Regions from separate parts of the Mus musculus genome. Here regions 1 and 2 are each linked to region 3. The links are chromatin contacts, called in public HiChIP or PLAC-seq and Micro-C maps. All regions are on one chromosome and are shown on one strand. The core of a region is the stretch at or near the end of the contact, and the rest is flanking DNA. Distances in the headings are between cores, read along the strand shown. Region 1 holds the start of C430049B03Rik (RIKEN cDNA C430049B03 gene). Region 2 holds the start of Gpc4 (glypican 4). Region 3 holds the start of Gpc3 (glypican 3).

What was found. Hi-C and Micro-C count contacts between places; a contact is called where the count stands out from the background. HiChIP or PLAC-seq counts read pairs in DNA pulled down with a chosen protein or histone mark.
Region 1: a Micro-C map of embryonic stem cells shows a contact between it and region 3, with 3 times the contacts expected there. The contact joins the promoter of C430049B03Rik here to the promoter of Gpc3 in region 3. A contact is called at or near these places in 2 of 39 promoter capture datasets (cranial neural crest and pre-B cells) and 1 of 484 Hi-C or Micro-C datasets (embryonic stem cells).
Region 2: a contact with region 3 is called in an H3K27ac HiChIP or PLAC-seq map of embryonic stem cells, with 5 read pairs. The contact joins the promoter of Gpc4 here to the promoter of Gpc3 in region 3. A contact is called at or near these places in 1 of 39 promoter capture datasets (embryonic stem cells) and 1 of 115 datasets of contacts at active chromatin or transcription factors (embryonic stem cells).

What each region holds. Positions count from the first base shown.
Region 1 is chrX:53,055,865-53,058,564 of GRCm38.p6, forward strand. C430049B03Rik (RIKEN cDNA C430049B03 gene) reads right to left here and starts at 1,326. Exons shown (of 4, transcript NR_038185.1): 1 at 1,134-1,326; 2 at 794-905; 3 at 278-300.
Region 2 is chrX:52,163,505-52,166,204 of GRCm38.p6, forward strand. Gpc4 (glypican 4) reads right to left here and starts at 1,419. Exons shown (of 9, transcript NM_008150.2): 1 at 1,112-1,419. The coding sequence starts at 1,271.
Region 3 is chrX:52,612,654-52,615,353 of GRCm38.p6, forward strand. Gpc3 (glypican 3) reads right to left here and starts at 1,321. Exons shown (of 8, transcript NM_016697.3): 1 at 980-1,321. The coding sequence starts at 1,151. The region is part of intron 4 of A630012P03Rik (RIKEN cDNA A630012P03 gene); the gene reads left to right.

The sequences.
Region 1 (2,700 bases), core at 76-2,575, 440 kb after region 3:
GCACAAAGAGATGTCTGGTCACTTCTAGAGAGGGTCATTCGCTGATACAATAGACAAAGAATCAATACTTTAGGGTTACCATGGCCCCACCCACTTCAGAACCACGACGGGTCAAAATGGCCCCACCCACTTCAGAACTGCGAAGGGTTTGGCCAAATGATTTAAGAGCCAAAGACTAAGCCTCTTCCTCTCTTCCCAGTTGAGAACGTTTTGTCTTTTAATGTTGCAGATGCCATGCGCCCCCACACCCAAAACATGATGCACAGGTCCTCCGCACCTTCCAGCCAAACTTTTCCAATACTGGAAAAAAAAAAAAAACAACTAAACAACCTTGAAAAGTTTTAATTAGCGAGAGACAATGGAAAACGAATTTTACGGTTCTTTCCAGGACATTCTTTACTGCTTACAAATGAGTGGCCCAAAGTCCCATTTACAGTCTGTCAAAACTAGTTGCTCCCCACCCTGGCAAGGCTGACAGCCTGAGGCTGCCCGCCCCTCACTCATTTCTCTCTCCCCACCCCTCCCCGTTTACTCTTCTCAGTCCACTTTCTGAGAAGTTCCCTGGCCACACTCACTTGCTAGACATTTTAAAGATCTGTCCTCCCCCCACCACGACCCCCGGACACGCTTTCCACCCCCACACCCCACCCAGCGCGACGCATAACATTTTTTTGAGAATTATCCCCGTATCTGTTACAGTCTGTAGTGACCAGAGACATAGTTGGGGGCGGGGGGAGGCGGGCCAAAAAGTTCCCTTCCCCCTCGTTTTTTTCTTTTTTAGATTCTAAGTCACCTCTCACTCCACTCGAAAATGGCGCCGAAATCGTAGAACTTCTTAAATTTCATTGTAAGCTTTTTGCAAAGGTTTCTGGGATTTTCCTGCGAAGCTGCTCCTCAGCGTCGACCTAGAAAACAAGCCGGGGAAGCTAGAGAGAGGAAGGAAAAGGCGGGCGGGGAGGCGGACAGACAGACGGACAGCGAGAGAGAAAGGGCGGAGGGGTGTGGCGAGGTTGTGAGGTTAGAAGAGCGAGTCGCGGAGACTTGGGAGGGCGCGAGGTGGCGGTGGTGCGGGACATCGAGGGACAGAGGGACGGACAGCCGGGGAACCGGGGTTCGCGGGGCGAGGGGCTCACAGAGAGGCGTGGCGGAGAAGAACCGGAGCCGGGACGGAGCTGGGCTGGAACCGGGCTGGAATCGGGCTGGAACCGGGCTGGAATCGGGCTGGAATCCGGCTGGAATCGGGTTGGAGCGGTGCTGGAGCCGGCGGAGCTGGCGGAGTTGGGCTGGAGCCGAGCGCACCCCAAGAGGCGAGCGGGAGCAGCCAGCGCCCAGTGGTCCGCAGCAGCCCTAGAAAAAGCCGGCCCGGGGGGCGTGGCCATGCGCTGCTCCGCGCCCCGCCCAACCATTCGCCCGCTCGCTCGGAGGCCCCGGAGCGGAAGGGGGGAGGGGGGAGGCCGTGCGGACACGCAGAGCCACAGCCTTGGCCTGCAGCCAGGAAGGGCCGGGAAGGACACGGGGAGCCTGGAGTGGCCACGTACAGAGAGCCTCATAGCCGCGGGTGCAGGAGACAAAAACCAGGGAGAAAGGGGAAAGGGGAAAAGCGGGAAGGGAAGCAACCAAGCTCCAGCTCAAAGACCCATGCCACAAATGACACTCTAAAGTCACTAGGGCCCAAGTCTTTGGGGCTACCAGGAGGGTACAGGGCGGCTAAGCCAAGCCTCTTAGGACTATTTTTCTTGGGGGTGCCTGAAACAGGATGAGGAAACAAGGGACCCTCAGATTGCAGAAGGGAAGTGCTAGGCGCGCGAGTGTGCCCAGGCTCTGTTGAGTCTTCTGTGCTCTGGCCTCTCTGCCAAACTCTCCCTCAGGTAGAGGACTCCCTTAGGTCCTGGCGGTCCACTTTAGGGGTGGGCATGACACTGAGGCAGGGAACGACAGTTTACTTATACATGTCCAGTCCAAGAAGGAAAGTCTTTACTACTTAAGTTTTGAGTCTGGAGTAGGGAAAGAAAGGGAGTCTTTCTTCTGTATGCTGGATATCTTTAGGGACGGCGCTGTTTACCAGGGAGGTATGAGAACGGTGTTGAAGTTAATAGCAGGGTGTCCAGGGTGACAAGAACTGTGCCTAAGTGTAAAGAGATGAAGTATAAGAGTGATTATGATTTTCAAATGATGCCGCTGACCCAGACAGGCACTCAGAGAGAAGGGGGAACGGGAATGGATTTCAAGGAGCTAACATGAGGTTGCATCTGGGTGGGGAGTCAATAGTCTTTCATTGCACCGCGTTCGCAACTTTCTTGTATATTTGCAAAACGTCACAATAACACAAAGCTGGAAAAACCAGGCATGGTAGCACATGGACCAGTAGAGTCCAGCACTCGGAGGAGGCAGGAGAAACAGAAGTTTAAGGGCGTCCTTGGCTACATAGCAAGTTCGAGGACAGTCTGAGCTTTGTGAAAGACTCAAAAAAAAAAAAAAATCTGGGAGAAATCCCTTATAAAATAGAGCCTGGATGTTAAAAAATAAATAAATAAACTCAGCGTCTCTCTTCCCACCTTTCTTGGGTTGCAGACATCTTTGAGAGAGTGGGATGTAAACTCAGATAGGATTTGGACGGGAAGGGTTTCGCTGGCCTGCAGCAGCTTACACACCCGGGCTCCAAAAGAGACCACAGGGGCAGGTGGAGTGCTGGGTACAAGG
Region 2 (2,700 bases), core at 169-2,668, 450 kb before region 3:
CTGCACACTTCCATGAATGGTTCGGAATGGAGATTTGGCCTTCGGGGCTCGAATCTCTAACGCCTCCGTTAGGTTAAGCTGGCCAAAAGCCAGTTAGATTCGTAGCTCCTTCAGAGTCTCCAGGGTGAACAAGCTACCTGTGCCGTTTCGGCCGCCAGCCCGCAGGGCTGTGCGCAACAGTTGGCGGCTTCAAAAATCTAGTACAACAGGGAAGGAGGACTAGCCCAGGCACTGCCACCAGCGGGCCTGGAGACCTCGGGAGCAGGAGGGGAGGGCATACCTGATGCAGCCTCCCCAGCGCTCTAGGAGGACTTCCCCCAAATACCATACACAACCCCCCGCAACCCCCCCAGCGCTGAAATCCGGTGAACTTTTTCAGAGGCAAAGCCATCTTCATTTGCATAACCATCTCCAAACTGAGATTTAGGTTTCCTGTAATCAGTCCTTTCAAAGGTCTGTAATTGAAAGTGCAATTAACCCTTAAAATGAGGTGAGAAAAGAGAAAAGGAAGGGAAATACCCGTTTTATCCAACACCTTCCGGAAAGCTGGAGACTTCCCAAAAGTCGGGATTTGAAGGAGTAAGAAGAGTTCGCTTTTTAAAGGTGACTTCTAAAGCCCTTGCAGCTCCTAAAAACTAAACCGTGTCAGCGGTGGAAGAGAGGCGGCGGGGAGAGGAATTTTAGGAGACCGTCAATGAGCGGCTCATTCAAGTCTCACGTTTTGCGCCCCTAGGAATCTGCAAACTCCAGGAGGTTCCCCACCCCGCCCCCACTCGGCCTCGTCGTCACCCACACAACAAAGCGGGGAACCCAGTAAAGAATTCAACCCGGAAAAGGCGAGAGAGCCCAAGCCACGCACGTTGAGGGCCAGAGTCCCTAGTGGCTTCCCGGGAGTGAGAGGGCTGGGGTGGGGGGCAGCAGCAAAGGACCTGGGTGGCACTGAATAAACCGGCGGCGCCCCTCCACTCGCGGTGCCCGCTCAAAGCCGGGGCTGGCTCTCCTGCCTGCCCGTTTCTCCCTCTCGGCTACCTGATGCGGCGTGGGGGGGGGCGCCCCTTTTCCCGGGGTGCCCACCGCTCGGTAATGGGGAGAGTGCAGGATTCCCACCTACCGTTGATCTCATAGAGGGGGGCATCATTCTTGTTGAAGCCTTTGGACACGTAGAGACGTCGCACTTCCGAGCAACTTTTCGACTTGAGCTCCGCAGCCAGCAGCGAGGCGCTGAGCGCGGCCAGGGTGCAGAGGAGCGCGAGCAAGCCTAAGCGTGCCATGGTGCGGACCCTGACGGACGCGCTCCCACCTTTAGGGGACAGAATGAGACCCGATGGAAAGCAGCGCTGCGGAGCGGGCGGAGAGGCGCGGAGTGAACACTCACGAGCGGAGCGAGAACCGGGGAGTTGAAGTTGGTAGTGAAGGAGGAGGAGGAGGAGGAGGAGGAGGGCAGGAGGAGGAGACGCGGGCGAAAAGTGGAGCTGGGCCTCGAGTCAGGCAACGGTCCCCGGTGCCAGGCGCCCAGCCGGGGTGCGGTACGAGGAAAAAGGCGTGGAATGGGCGCGGGACCCAAGGGACTAGGGAGAGGATCCGTGACCTCGGGACTCCGAAGGCTAGAGAACCCGGGCCAGCTAGCCAGGGGCGGAGGGGCTCAGGGAAGGAAGGGAAGGTGGCAGGCGTCGCAGAAGAGCAGAGTGTGGGCGGCGTCGGCGGGCGATCGCTGGCGCGGGGCTTCAGCCACCCGGCGCTGCTCCGCTCACCCAGCCCGGCTCAGCTCACTGCCCTCGGCCGCACGGCTGTGCCCTTCTCAGCTCTGCCGCTGATTGACTGGCCCGGCTCGCACAGCGAGGCTCCGCAAACTTGGCCAAGCGGGGCGGCCCTAAGGGAGGGAGGGGGCGGGCATGAGGGGGGGGGCGAGCCCGAGACAGGCGGGAGCACGCAGGGCCGGGCCGGGAGAAAACCTGGAAGCTGGGTTGGATCTGGAGCGGGCCAAATCCACTTCCTAGGGGGCCCGCACGGGGCGCGCGGCGCTCCCTCTTGCGACACGCCCTGCTGGGCTCCTCCCTCCTGCCCTCCTCTTCAGAGGCGGGGAACCTGCCCCCCGCCCCCCCCCCCAGCAAGAGAGGAAAGGGCAGTTTCTTCCCGCTTAAGGGGCCAAGTCTCAAGAGATCCTGGTGATCTGGATCTTGGGGCCTTGAGCCCCTGTCTGAGCCACAAGCCTTTCTCCACAGCCACTTGACAGGCTATCCCCATGGGCCTGAGCAGCACTTAGCCCTCCAGCCCCAATACCAGCCTCGCTGCTTCTACCCAGCATCCAGGGCCACTTCTAACCAACACCTGGGCAAGGAAGGCACACTCACATACTGGCATTGCTTTGATCCAAACAACGCGGGGTGGGGGCCGGGGGACCTGGAACTCACAGCTGGGCTGAGAGGCTCACCTAGCCCCCCTTGACCCATCACAGTGTTCCCCCAAGAGCACAAGCTAGCCCCTAACTCTAGCAATCATCTTCTCACCTGCTTCATCCCCACACACTGTTCAACGCACGCTCACACCCTAAGTTCTGCAATAAATATACACAAACTCTGAAACTGACCAGAAAACAATCACTGAACCTCAAGGAGATGGAGCTAAATCAAGGTTGCTCAGAAAAACTTTTGGCCCCACACTGCCCTGTGTAGGGTATAGGAATTGACACCCCACAGAAAG
Region 3 (2,700 bases), core at 71-2,570:
TCGAAACCCATTCTTCCTGCACGTATTGTTAGTATAGCAACTTGCCCTGATTGGATTCTAAGGCAGGCGTTAAGCGCCCAACCGCTGGACAGTCAATCACACAAGGCAATTAATATTCATCTGTTGACAGCGGCAGCCCTGAGCTAAGGTTAAAATATGCCCCTACAAAATGATCTGATTGTGCAGAACAAAAGGCAGGCGCTCTGAAACTTTCCTCTGCCTAAAATCTTCTCCTCTTCGGGGTCCAGCCTGTCAAGGCAGATGAATTTGGGCGGGGGAGGAGTCAAATCCTTTTTGGATTCGTGCTCCGTAGGCCAAGCACCGCCGATTTTTAAAGAGATTTGCCAACCTAGATAAGGGAAGCTGTTTTGAAGGGAAAGGCTCAGTCTTGCACGTTTTGGAGGACCCTCCTACTCAAAAGTTTCCTTCACTGTGTCTTCTCTAGCCTCTGAGGATTCAAAGATTTGTGCTCAACTTTGCCTGCACTTGGGCCCGGCCAGCCTCGGGAACCCAGACTGGGGAACGGAAAGCATGGGGGGACACACGGTGGATAAAGTGTGGCCAGAACTACGGGTCCAGCTAAGGCAGACGTGCTAGTAAGGGAGATAAATTCCCGAGTCACAGTCTTCACGTTGTGAAGCCGGTTTGCTAAGAGCAGAGGGGAGCCAGCTCCCACCTTCCCGCCCTCCCCCCCCCAAAAAAAATGGGCGCTAGAAAGGCGATCTCTGCTGTTCCTCGCTCTGGCTTGCACAGTTCCTGACAGCAGCGTGAGCCCGGGGCATGTGGACAGAGTCCCATACTGTGCTTCCCTCCCTTGGTAGATGGTCCAGGCCCCAGGCACAGCAACCATTCCCAGGTATCCTGCAGCAGAGAGCACGGCCGCTGCGGCCCCACCAGGCTAGCGCGCTCTGGGAAGAGCCACCACGCGCGCCTTGGCTTTCCACTGTGCGCGGGGAATGCTCAAGGGACCCCTACTCACCTGGTACAGGGGTTTCTGGAACCCATTTGAGTCCGGGCTGCAGTCTCTGGAAGAAAGAACGGACCTGGTGACAGGTGGCGTCTGGAGGCGGCGGGGGCTGCGCCTGTCCCAGGCAGCCCAAGCCTAGCAGCATCGCCACCAGCAAGCACGCGGTGCGCACGGTCCCGGCCATCCTGCTTCTTGGGGGAGCGAGGAGAGCACGAGAGAGTGGCAATAAGAGCCGGAGCGGTCCCGAGACTCAGCAAGTCTGGCAGTAGCCCGACAGAGCAAGAGAGGAGCCGCTACCCAGCCGCCGCAAAAGTTTCCTCGCAGCTACCTGGGCGCTGGGCGAGGGCGGGAACAGCTTGGCGGTGCGGGGCGGCCCGGGGCGGAGCCTTGTGGGCGTGGCGAGGAGGGACGGGGCGGGGCGAGGCAAGGCGAGCCGCGCTGCCTGGAGGACGGCGTGGGGTCGTGTAGCTGCTGGCCTGCGGGATGCGGGGCGTGGCAAGGAGCTTAGCTGGGAGATTGGGTTTACCAAGGTGGCGGGCAAGCCTTGGTGGGAGAGGCGCGGGAAGAGGATAAGGAGCGTGTGCGGTGGCTCCCGGCAATCCTGCCCTGACACTCGCTCGCCGCTGCTCTACACTGGGCGCTCTGGCATAACTACTGCAGAGGGGCTGCAGGCTCAGGCACGCTGATTGGCTTCCCAGCAGCAGTCCCCTCTGACTGGCTCTGGGAGAAGTTCCCCAGCCTCACTCCTCCTTTCCGCCTCCCTTTGGCCTACAGCCGGGAGGGCTTTTCCTTTTCAGCCTTTGCAAGCTCTCCATCTTCCTTGGAGTGGAGTGGAGGTCTGCGGTTTAGGTACACACACACACACACACACACACACACACACACACACACACCCGACTCGACCCTAGGCCTTCTCCCACCCAGATCTGGCTCCTTCTGGCCACCAGAGCCCACACAAGGTTTCCTAAGCACAAAATCCCTCTCCTTGCTGTTTTCTGAGAAAGGTTTCTTGGGAACCCTTTCCCAATGCAGCTGTGGCCAAGCCCTCAAAGCCTACCCACAAATAGTCACGTTCCAGAGCGCTGGGGACCTCTGGATTTCACAGCCTGGCTCATCTTTGTACCTAAAAGGTCTGGAAGCCCGTGTAGCTTGCTGGGTCTCATTCAATAGAACCACACAAAGTAAATGTGTGCATGTGTGTGTGTGTGTGTGTGTGTGTGTGTGTGTGTGTGTGTGTGTGTGTGAATTTAGGCACTTGATCCTGATTCCTAGGTGAATCATATCATCTACAGGATAATCACGGGCGACCCTCATAAAGCAAAGTGTAGCTGGTGAGAGTAACTCATTCAGGAAATCATTTTACAGATGAAATTCATTAAGTCATGGTTAGTCTGTTTCATACCTGGAGTAGAGCCCTATTTAGAAGATTTCCTGGATGTCAATCCACGTTTCTTCTACTTAATTCTCACCAATGGAAAGACATTTCTTTGAGAATCAAATGCCCCTTTGAGAAGAAAAAGCATATAATCATTATCTATGCTCTACAGAAATTGAATCATTCCATCAGATTGGTTCTCTTTGTGACTCCACTCATGTGCACACGTAGACAACTTTAGCCCAGTGTCTTGTATGTAGTAGGAGCTCAGTATTTCTACAATTAATGAATTTGATATCTCGGTGTAAACTAGCTTGTTGTCTGATTGTGTTCTTTTTTTTAACTAGACAGAAGTATG